Regions from separate parts of the Mus musculus genome. Here all the other regions are linked to region 2. Evidence: chromatin contacts called from public promoter capture Hi-C data. All regions are on one chromosome and are shown on one strand. The core of a region is the stretch at or near the end of the contact, and the rest is flanking DNA. Distances in the headings are between cores, read along the strand shown.

Region 1 (3,735 bases), core at 737-3,236, 2.9 Mb after region 2:
TGACTTGAAGTACATAAATTACTCTGAGCTTTAGTTTCTTTCCTTGGCTATAAAACAGTCACACTGGTTTATAGACATGATAATGTAAACTCTCCTGGGCAAAGAATTTTTGTCTACTATATCTACTTCTCTCTCAGTGAAGAAACAAAACCCAGCAATGCTTGTCACAGGATAAGTGCTGACCTCTTGGAGAAAGTTGGCTCGAGGAGAGAAAGAGGAATGGTGACACTGGAAGCATGAGGACCCAACAACATGCACATTCAGTAAGCATACAACACTGTCCCGGTCTCAACTGTCTACAGCAGACATGCACTCATTAAAGAACTGTTTTGTTTCCAGCCTAGCACTGACATAATGCTCTATAAATTCACTTGGTGAAGGCTGATTTTGACCTAGATGAAGACCTTAACAGATATGGGAGTAGTGTATTTCAAACAGCTACACCGAGGTTTATTCAGCTCTGGCACCCTTACTATTTATGGACCAAAGACTCCATGTCTGAGGCTGTATGATGTCTATTTAGCACTATCTAATACCACCCCAGTCTATGTCAGCAGAACCATTTCCTCTCAGTTGTGAGAACCAAAATATGTATTCAATGATGGCTCTTTACATGCATAGCTGAAAGCCACTGATGTAGGCACTGGTAAACTTTGGAAAGACAAGGCTGATTTAAGGAAAAATTGCATAGATGACAGACTGTGAGATATAAAAAAAATTGTTTATGATAATATCTAGTGAGCAGCCAAATTGGACCAGCCCCAGAGTGCCTTAGTCCCGCTTTGCAAGCCTCACTACCAAGCTACAACTCTAGAACTGTGGCTCTCAGCCTGTGGGTTGACCCCTCTGGCAACGCACTATCTCCAACAATATTTCCATGACGAGTCAGAACAGAAGCAAACTTACAGTAATGACGTTGAAAGGAAAATAATGTTGTGGTTGAGTCACCACAACGTGCAGAACTGGGTCAAAGGGTCCAGCATTAGGAAGGTTTGAGAACCACCGCTCTAGAATCACTAGCTTTCTTTTAATTTTCGAGACAGGCAAGTTACCTTTCCTTTGCCCTTTATGCATCGGGCATCCTGAAGGTGGTGAAGCTGGCTGACCATCTGAAGCATTCGAGGCGTTTACTGCAGTAGCAGGAGAAGATGCTGAGGCACCCATGGCTGGAATCACAGGGGTCACTCCCAATCTAAAATACCCAGCTGCCAAAGCAAGAAATCAGATTAAAACGTGGAGGCTAAACAGTTGATATCCCCTTGTTATTCTGATCCTGGCTGGCCCTGGCTTTTTTTCACCATCCCTTGGGAGAGTAAGAGGTAGGGCACTGGTTCGGGGGTGGGGGTGGGGGGTGGTGAGGGGACACTTTGAAAACAGTGCCTCCATTGGGAAAATACCTTGAAGCCTATGCCACCATTTGGGGACCCGTGCCAGAGTCTGGAAACTTGTAAGATGCAACCACGTCGTGAAGACGGGTGTAGTCTTGATGGTGGGGTCCAAGGGAAAATACACTGAACTAGCCTCGAACCCGTGTTCCCAGTAGGGCAGGCGCCTCAGGGAAAATAGGAAGGTTAAAAAAAAAAAAGTCACCAAAACGGGAGGCAAGGAGCGGCGAAGGGCAGGAAGCCACCAGTGTTGCCTTCCCGTCTATGCGCGTCCCACCGGCACCGCGGTCTGCACAGTGCACCGGCTCCAGCCGGACCCGGACGCCGTCCTGTCCCCAAGTCACCTCGCCGACTGTCCCGCGCCGCGCGGCCCCGAGCGCGTCAACCTGCCCAGCCGAACTCACTCGGCAGCCGCCGGCTCCAGCCGAACCCGGGCGCCGCCCTGCCCCCAAGTCTCCGCTCCGACTTGTCCCGCGCGGCGCGGCCGCGAGCGCGTCGAACCGCCCAGCCGAAGTCGCTCGGCTGCACCCGCGGTTTTTCCTCACGCGGGGTCACCGCTAACGTCCGGTCACAGCCGGCGTTCTCGGGCGCCGTTACTTCCTGTTCCGAAGGCGGGACTTCCGGGAGCACGAGGCAAGCTCGCGCTGAGGAGAGGAACGGTCGTCAGGTCGGGCGGATCGCTCCCACCCCCTTCCGCTCCGAGGCCTCGAGCCGCCCGAGCCTTCTCTCCGTCTCCGCCCCTACGTGCGGGGCGGTGTGTTTAAGGGCGGGTCGGTCCACCCCTTCTCGCTCCGCGGCCTATAGGCGCCCGAGCCTTCTCTCCGTCTCCGCCCCTACGGGCCAGGCGGTGTTTTTTAACTCCGCCGGCCGGCCGGTAAGCCGCTCAGGGTGAGAAGTTAGGGAACCGCGGGGTGTCGCTTCCGAGGGGTAAGGCACGTCGCTGTGTTTTTCTAAGTCATCTCCTTAGGTTCTTGAAAGGTCAACTTGTATTTTTTCTTTTTTGGTTTTTCGAGACAGGGTTTCTCTGTGTAGCCCTGGCTGTCCTGGAACTCACTGTGTAGACCAGGCTGGCCTCGAACTCAGAAATCCGCCTGCCTCTGCCTCTGCCTCCTGAAGGCTGGGATTAAAGGCGTGCGCCACCACCGCCCGCTCAACTTGTATTTTTTAATGAACAAGCGATATTTGTGCTTATTTGTGGAATAAAGTGCTATAATTAAGTAGACGCACTTAAACTTCCACCGCCTAGTCCTTTCAAGGACTCTGGCAACCGTTGTGAGTGTACTCCATGGAATTCACAGCCTTCATCTAAGTAGTATATTTCATATTACACAAAGTACGTTTTTATATTACTTGTGTAGGGTAAACCAGCAGATAGGAGATGGTTATTGTATTGGTTAGGTTTTTGTTAACTTGAATGGAGTCACTGTCTTCATCAGACGGCCCAGTGGGCAAGCCTATGGGGACATTTTCTCCATATCTGTATCCGGTACCACCGATGGGCTAGCTTATATTAAGAAAGCAAAGTGAGCCATGGGACCAAGCAAGCCAGTATGTGGTGTACCTCCATGGCCTCCATGGCTTTTGATTCCTTGGTGGCTTCAGGTTCCTGCTTTGAGTTCTGTGGGACCCCATGAAAATGGCCCCCTTTCATATTAATGTGACCATTGTTTAGGTCTTCTTTATGAAGACATTTCTAGGAGCGTTGGTCCACAGCAGACTTCCTGGTACTCTGGATCTTAAAGTGTTATGCCCCCTCTTCAGTGATAGTCTGGTTTTTTGCTAGTCTTTGGTTCTTGTGGGGAGCATTGTCGGTCCAAGTGGTACAACTTCTTCTAAGGCAGTGGTTCTAACCTCTCAAAGCTCCAACCCTTTAATACAGATCTTCATGTTCTGATGATCCTCGCAAGTATAAAATTATTGTTACCACTACATAACTATAATTTTGTTACTGTTATGAATAATAATGTAAATATCTGATTTACAGATCGTGAGCCATAGGTTGGGAATACATAAATCTAGTCTGTTAATTCTGTTTTGATGTTTCTGCGTCTATGATTTCACAGGTAACAACGTAATTGCATAATATATATTATCTATTTGTGTTAAAACATTTTAAAATTTGTGTTATACATTTTTTTTAAATTTTCCTATGTGTTCTACAATTCTTCTCTCGTTCAACATGTTCATGTTGTCTCCACTTTTAAAATATTTAATTCTTTTCCCCGGCCCTTTGGCCCTTTCTAAATTCTATATCCTTCCTCAAAATTCTTTATTGTGTCACAATTATCCATTCTATCCCACAATTATTGCTTCTCTTACACTCTGCCTTCTCTCATAGAGATCCTCATAA
Region 2 (3,605 bases), core at 1,025-3,524:
GTCAGGACATCACCTAAGCTTGAGGCAGTAGAGTGAGACACTGTTTCAAAACCACAAAAGTTATGACAAGACCCACAAAGGGAACAAAAGTACCTAGACATAAATGACTTTGTAATTGACTATAAGTACAAATTCATTTCAAATAAAAGGAGAGTATAAATTAAGCACTAAATTCCATAAAATTTACATTATTAACTCACCTCTATCAGTCATTGAACTAAGAAAGTAAAAATTATCTAAATTTGAGAAAATGAAAACATGCCCTGCTTTTCCTCCAATTGGGCTAATGGACTGAATAAGCAGTCATGCTGAAACTGGGAACAAGACTTGCACAAAGGGCTTACAGATAATGATATCCATTGCTTAAGACCAAATCAAACTGAGACGTGAAGGATGAAACAAATATTCCCAAACTGCCTGTGAAATACACACCAACAATCCTTCCCTAGCCATATGGACACATTGCTAGAAACGCTCTTACCCCAAGACATAATGGCCCTGGCCTAACACCCCAGTACTCAGGAAGGAAGCAGAACCCTGCAAACTGGCCCAAGCATGCTCAGGCCTTTTTCCTCAGACAGGGGAGTTCTCTATACTAGGCAGAAAATGACAGGTACAACAAATAGATGAGGTGGAGACCTAGGTAGAAGCCTCAGTCAATAGGAGGCAGCGACCTCCATGACCTCTGACTGACCAGGAGGAATCTGCTGCCACTGAAAATAAGGATTTCAGGCAACCTGAGGAAACAGGAAAAGGATCCTCATATAATCTAAATTTTAAAATGATATACACGCCTAACAGCAGTTTGTAGTTATAATATATGATTTTTCTCTCTTCTGCCTTTCTGTATTTTCCGGACAAGTCTTAAATATTTGTATGTAGTAAAACAAGAGTGGGAAAAATTGGGCTCACCTTTCCTTAATTTCCAATTCTATATGTAAAATATAGTCTAAAAGGTATATTGTAAGGAAACACATTGAACTAACTCCATCCCTTGCTGCTACCCAAACTTAAGATGTTCTAATAAACAGTTGCTATTCATTTAAAATATCCACACTCTAAAATATCTTATGTGTACTTACTATTACTGACACAGGGTATCACTATGAAGTCTTGGCTGACCTGGAACTGGCTATTTGGCCCAGCTACCCTCACAAGAGATGTGCCTTCCTCTGCTTCCGAAGAACTGGGATAAAGGCGTGTGACAAGACACCTGGTACCATTCCACTATAGATTTTTTTCTAGGGAGTATCATGAAACAGACTGGGCTTCATTTTGTTGTTCTCAGACATGTAGACCACAGTACTCTGCTCACATTACCCTCTGCAGTCCGTTCCTCGCAAGTCCCCCTCCTGCTCACTACATAGACGTAGCATGATCAAAGCGAGACTGGGAACAAGATTTGTAACAGCAGCTTAGTTTTATGGCAATGTGTTCATTATACAGGTTATGTGCTACCTTAATGAATGAATTTAAATGTGGAGCCACCTGCGGTTAAAGGTTACACTTGTGGAAGTATAACGACACGATTGTGCCTAAATCTGATACCTGAAGTGTGTCCAGTACACCCCGATCCTTAAACGTCTGGTATAGCTTTTTGCGCAGTTCATCTTGACTCAACACATCAGACTTGTGGGGCATGTTGGACTGAAAAGAGAAAATGATGGGTTACCTAGTGTCAACGTGGACCTGAATTTCAGAAATCAGTGACCTCACCGGAAGCCCTAAGATGCTTAACGGACATCAAAACAAAGAGATGTCCAATCGGAAAAACCCTGGAAAGTGGCAGGTGGAACTACCTGAGCCATCCTCATCTGCTTTCCTCCCGAGCTCGCCCCTCCACGGTCGGACTCCTCGGCCCGGGCCGGGGCGCAGGAGGAGAGGGAGCCCTTGACCTCGGAATCCAGCTTGTCTCTGGGGACCTAGGGGAGCAAGAGAGCTAAACATTCAGCCCCTAACTCGTCAAGCAGCCGCGCTTCCTCCCACGGTATGGGAAGGGTGGGCGGGTCCGCGAGCCAGGAGGGACTCTGGACGGAATAAAGACGGAAACGACAAGCGAGGGCCCCGAAGCGGCCGCTCAGTCGGCAGTTTTCCCTGCTCCGTAGCTCATCCCTACACTGCCCGCCGCCCGCCGCCTGCTCCGCCCGCTCCGGCCGCTCGGCCCGCTCGGCCGGCTCAGCCTAACCGCCCAGGCTTTGGCCCTCCGTGACGCCTGCGCGCTCTTAGGCGAGCAGTCCCGGCCACGTCTCGCGAGAGCATAGCCTCAGATCTCGCGAGAGTGATTTTGGGACTCCCAGGCTGAGGCTCCCGAGCGCAGATTAAAGAGGCGGCCGGTTCTCATCTCGGCTCCTCCCTACAGGTGAGCTCTGGAGGGAAGCAGGCGGCGGGCGTTCCGGGTCCGCGGGGGCATCCAGGCCTCCCGTGATGCGAACAGTGGTCTTCTACCTCTACCCAGCCCTGACTCGGGACAGCACGCCCAGCCCCCCGGCGCCGAGTAATCCCCGTTCTCCTAGTTGGTATAGCCTCCGTGTCCCCTTGGAGGGGACCTCCGCGCACTGGGACGGAGGCTTGGCGTTCTCCAGGTCGCTAACGCAGTGCATCTTCATTGCAATGCCATTGCCCTTTGCAGCCGGTTTACTGTAGAAAGCGGTCTCGGGCATCGTAGGTTGACCGCATCCTTGGTCAGTTTCCATTAAATGCCAGTGGTACCCTACCTCGCCCTCCAGACTTTGACAGATGCTCTCAAAGAGGGCAAAAGCGCATCTCCTTGAGAAGCACGGAGCTTCATTTTATAGAAAAGCCCCACTAGTTTTGCTGATCTGTGGGGCAAGTTGAATTTACAGCTGTCAGGAGCAAGTTTCTGAAAGGTTCCTCCATAGAGAGATTTGCTATAAATATGGACGGCTTTGAACTGGGGTGCATGCGTTTTATCTTGTGTTTGCCTGTTAACTAAAATGTTTAACTTGTAAGGATTTCTAAATTCATCCTGCTCTTGCACTAGTAGTCTTCCACCATTGCACCATATGAATTTTTAGCTTCCTGGTAACTTCAGATGTCAGCCCTGGGCTTGGCCTTTACAGCAGTTTAGAATAAGCCTGTCAAGTCTAGAGTTAAAAAAAAATACTTGATCTTGTGTATGTACTGCACTCCCTCAAACCCATACCAGACATGAATAATTGATCATAGCCATTCGACCACACTGTTTCTCAGCACCAACTCCTGACAGCCATACCAGACATGAATAATTAATTGATCACAGCCTTTCACTGCTGACCACACAGTTTCTCAGCACCAGCTCCTGGCAGCCATACCAGCAAAGCAGATTTTGCTCATAAGGAACCACGAGCTATCCCTAGTCAAATCCCTTTCCTACTAGACATTATATTTCAAGAATATACTAAACACCCACCACAGAACACTTCATCCTCACTTAGCTTAAAACACCCTCGACTGGCTCCTTCAGTTGCTCTTATTTTGTTTTGTTTTCAGACCATTCATTGTCTAAGTCCCCACCCACCCCCCTGCTCCCAACATATTGTTTAAAGGTATCCATCATTTGAAATTATGATTTCCAGAACTAAGTATTTTCACAGGAGATGTAATGA
Region 3 (3,660 bases), core at 221-2,720, 2.2 Mb after region 2:
TTTGGTAAAAAGAACTAGATCACAGTCCCTTCTTAAAGAAATAAGAAAGTACTCATCCCTCCCCCCTTTAGATCGAGAGCTGGGTCGTAACATTCTTCAACATTTTTTTTCCTCTTCTGCCCGAGTGGTTGCCTCAAAATAGGAAACATCCGTCCAACCAACCCAGGATTGGTCTCTTGAGTTTGAGACCGGGTGAAACTTCTGAAGTCATTGGTCGGTAGATTTGTCATTAGCGAAGGGCCCAGACTAGAGAGAACAGCCCTGAGACCTCTGGGAGTTGTAGTCACCTGGGCCTTGCCTTGTCCAGTGTCTTGCCTAGCTAGCCAGAGACTTCCACAACCCTTCCCCTCCCCTTAATAGCCATGCATTCCCTAAGGTGATAGCTGGTACAAATGAAACGTATATCCTTCCATCTCCTAGCGATAGAGCAAGCTGGAGGGATAGCAATAGGAGGTAAACAGAGTTAAGGGTTTCAGGAAGAACCAAAGATACATAATCCAGCACAGACCTTGGGGTGTTCCACTGGACAGCACTGCTGAAACATGGCTAAAAACACACCTGGTGCTGCTCCGAGTTGTCTCTGCCACCAAGGACTTCACCTTGGTGGCTGGAAACACCGATGCTCGCCCCGACCCCCAGCGCGCTGAATTTTTACCTTCTTTGGGCTCTGGAGCACTTAGGTGCCCAGTCCTCCACTTAAAAACTGACAACCGCAAGATATAGCTCAGCCTGGGCTGACCAAGCTGGATACAGGCGAGATGCGATTCTTTCCTAGCTCTGTTCGCCTCCCACCAATCCTTTAGAAAGCAACAGAGCAACCTTGAGCCCCTCCCTTCCCCCCCAGCAGGACTACAATCCTAAATTTGACCAGGGTTCGGGACTGACAGCTGGGAATAATTGAGGACCAGGTTGAAGATGTGGGTGGGGAAACTGGTCAAGGTGTCCTCTACTGAGCCCATGTGGCGAGAAGCCGCGTGGGACAAGGACAGATTCGTTACAAAAGCAGAGGCCTCAGGCGACAGTCCTCCTACACCGGTCGCCGGGATTGGCGCCCAGCGCTCAAACCGCCACCCTGGCCTAGCAACCGCGCGTAAGCGACGCGACACGGCCGGAAGCGGAAGCATCACGGGTCCTTTCTAGTTAGGGAAGTCGCGCGCCCAGCACGTCTCGCCAGCGTCCCCTGTAGTCCCGGGCCGCTCCACGCAGGCCAAGGCGCGCCCTGGTGGCTGTCCAGGACTCCAGGCCACTTGTCCTCCGCTGGCCCCTTTGCCTCCCATCCCTCGAACCCAGTCCCGCATCTCCTCCCTGTTCCCCCCGCGGCGGCACCTTGGCATCGTACAGCACTCGCGCCTTGGTAGGGTCAGGCTCGAAGCACAGCACTTTCTCCCCAGAGTGGAATTGAAATTTCATGCCCTCGCTCGCGCTCATTTGCTCATCGTGGCGGAGGGCGAGGCTCCGGGGCGGGCAGAGTGCGCGCGGTGGGGGAGGACGGCCGGGGAGGCGGCGCTCCGCCACCGGGGGGGCCCGGGAGTGGTGGAGGCTACGACCGCCCCGCCCTCGGCCCCTCCTCCGGCCACCCCGCGCCACTGCGAGGACCTTGGCAGTGGCGATGGAAGCGCGCGGCCCCGCCAGGGCTTGTCCCCGCCCGTCCCCTCTGGGGCTCAGAGAGGGGTGCGGACGGGGAGCAAGATCCCTCGACCGAGGTCTTCCAGCAGACCGTTCCCTCTGGTCCCCATGGGTTAGGATTCCCGCGGTTTCCAGGCTGCGCCCACGTGTGTGCCGAGCTGTCACCCCGGGCGTGCGCTCTCTGGCCGGAGTGTGGGGATCTCTTAGGGAGAGGATTGCTCTAGGGTAGTCACCAGGCGCCGAGGAGGCTGGATGGCGTCTGCCCCCAGGAGCTGCCTGGCCGCGCGCGCGCGCGTCAGCCCCCTCGGCGGAGCTGCGCGCAGATGAGTGTGGCCACGCGAGAAGGACGCGGTGTTGGAGCTGGCCGGAGAAGGGCAGTGGCCTTGAGCGAGGGGAGGAGACATTCCGGGCAGTTAATAGAACACTGGGTCATCCTTCCGAGAGGACCAGCAGGTAGGGCCTGGAGGCCCCAGTGAGCAGCGGACAGCAAAGCTTATGGGTCCTGAAAGGGTCGTTAACACCTTACGTGTCAGCTTGCAGCACTCCTGAATTGCTCCCCCATGGTCTATCTTTAGTGGCTCAAAACCTCCTGAAGAGTGGAAGCACCATTGAGACTGCTGTTAACAGAGTGCCTGCAAAGATCGGGCGTTCATAAATACTCCCTGAATGACCGACCAGAAGACAGGAGACTTGAAGGGCAGAGCTTCAGTGACAGAGAGGGCAGTGCTGGCCTGTTTCTTCTTGAGTGCAAAGCCACTAGGCAGTGTGATTACTAGATCAAGACCTGGCTGGAAAGTTGAGCAGATGGGCTGGGAGGTTTTTAGTGAACTGTCAGATTTCCCACAGCCACTCACTCTGTTCTTGCTTCCAGAAATTTGCGTCTCCCCACCCCCACCTCCCTTCACCTGGTACAAGGTCCAAATCTCTCACACCTCCACTTGGGCACTTCCAAGAGAAAGGTCCCGCAGGAGCCTAGAGGAACCAACCATGTATCTGTCCAGTATTCCCTCCCAGAACTCGACTTACCCTTTTATTACCATTTTCTTGCTCTGCTGGAGAATGGGTTGTTCATTTGCAAGATGGCCCCACTAAGAGGGTAAACTGCTTGAACCTGGGGGTTGGGGGTGTCTAATCCAGTGTGTCATTGTATACTCACAGCACACAATAAATATTTAATGGATGAATGATCACAGATTTATGAAATCAAATCCATAAAACTCAATGGCCAACTGGATATAACTGAGGGAAGGGAAGGAGGCATCTTGGGAGTCCTCCAGGTTTTCTAGAATTAAGAGCTGAGTGAGGAATAGCTCCACTGGCCAGATAGGGCAAAGAGGAGGGCAGGTGTGAGGAAAATGGCCAGATAATGACTTGGATCTAAGACAATGAAGTCCATAAGCCAGAACTGGAACCCTGATTCTCCAGGAATGTGGATAGTAGATGGTAGTGTTCCCTGTAAATGGCAGAGGCAGCTCTGAAGCACATATCACAGCTTATCACATGTAGCCATAGCTGGAGTAGTGTGGTGTTTCCGGTTCATGAACGGAAGAGTCCACTCCATGCTCTAACCTTTGAGGAGAGGTGGGTTCCTTTTTTTCCTATTCAAGTCCATCCTTGTGTCATGGGTGGCTCTCCTTCTCTGCCTTCCTCTATAAAATCTAAGAGTGATACCTATATACAGCTATTATATACATAGAAGTCTGATATCTCTCTCTCTCTCTCTCTCTCTCTCTCTCTCTCTCTCTCTCTCTGTGTGTGTGTGTGTGTGTGTGTGTGTGTGTGTGTGTGTGTGTGTGAGTGTGTGTATGTGTGTGGTACTGGACAAGTAATTAGTCTCTGTGAGATGGTGTGTGTGTGTGTGTGTGTGTGTGTGTGTGTGTGTGGTATTGGACGAGTAATTAGTCTCTGTGAGATGCTTTTGTTATAATTAAGCAAAGAAGTGGCTCCTTTATAAGGAGTAATTAAAGCGTTCAGTGCATTCTGTGTGCATGGCTTTGTTTATTACCTTGCAAATAATGCTGGAGAAATGCTTCA

The links. Promoter capture Hi-C pulls out the DNA fragments that hold promoters and counts their contacts. Capture Hi-C pulls out chosen DNA fragments and counts their contacts.
Region 1: a promoter capture Hi-C map of adipose tissue shows a contact between it and region 2, with 4 times the contacts expected there. The contact joins the promoter of Hccs here to the promoter of Trappc2 in region 2. A contact is called at or near these places in 1 of 39 promoter capture datasets (erythroid cells) and 2 of 9 other capture datasets (adipose tissue and liver).
Region 3: a contact with region 2 is called in a promoter capture Hi-C map of erythroid cells, with 41 times the contacts expected there. The contact joins the promoter of Msl3 here to the promoter of Trappc2 in region 2. A contact is called at or near these places in 2 of 39 promoter capture datasets (erythroid cells and pre-B cells), 1 of 115 datasets of contacts at active chromatin or transcription factors (astrocytes) and 1 of 9 other capture datasets (adipose tissue).

Annotation. Positions count from the first base shown.
Region 1 is chrX:169,318,386-169,322,120 of GRCm38.p6, forward strand. It overlaps Hccs (holocytochrome c synthetase), which reads right to left and starts at 1,987. Exons shown (of 7, transcript NM_001331049.1): 1 at 1,591-1,987; 2 at 1,053-1,205. The coding sequence starts at 1,164. Gm15246 (predicted gene 15246) reads left to right here and starts at 2,010. Exons shown (of 6, transcript NM_001361166.1): 1 at 2,010-2,312.
Region 2 is chrX:166,438,481-166,442,085 of GRCm38.p6, forward strand. It overlaps Trappc2 (trafficking protein particle complex 2), which reads left to right and starts at 2,275. Exons shown (of 5, transcript NM_025432.4): 1 at 2,275-2,359. Ofd1 (OFD1, centriole and centriolar satellite protein) reads right to left here and starts at 2,224. Exons shown (of 23, transcript NM_177429.3): 1 at 1,800-2,224; 2 at 1,549-1,647. The coding sequence starts at 1,814.
Region 3 is chrX:168,672,402-168,676,061 of GRCm38.p6, forward strand. It overlaps Msl3 (MSL complex subunit 3), which reads right to left and starts at 1,471. Exons shown (of 13, transcript NM_001370791.1): 1 at 1,327-1,471. The coding sequence starts at 1,428.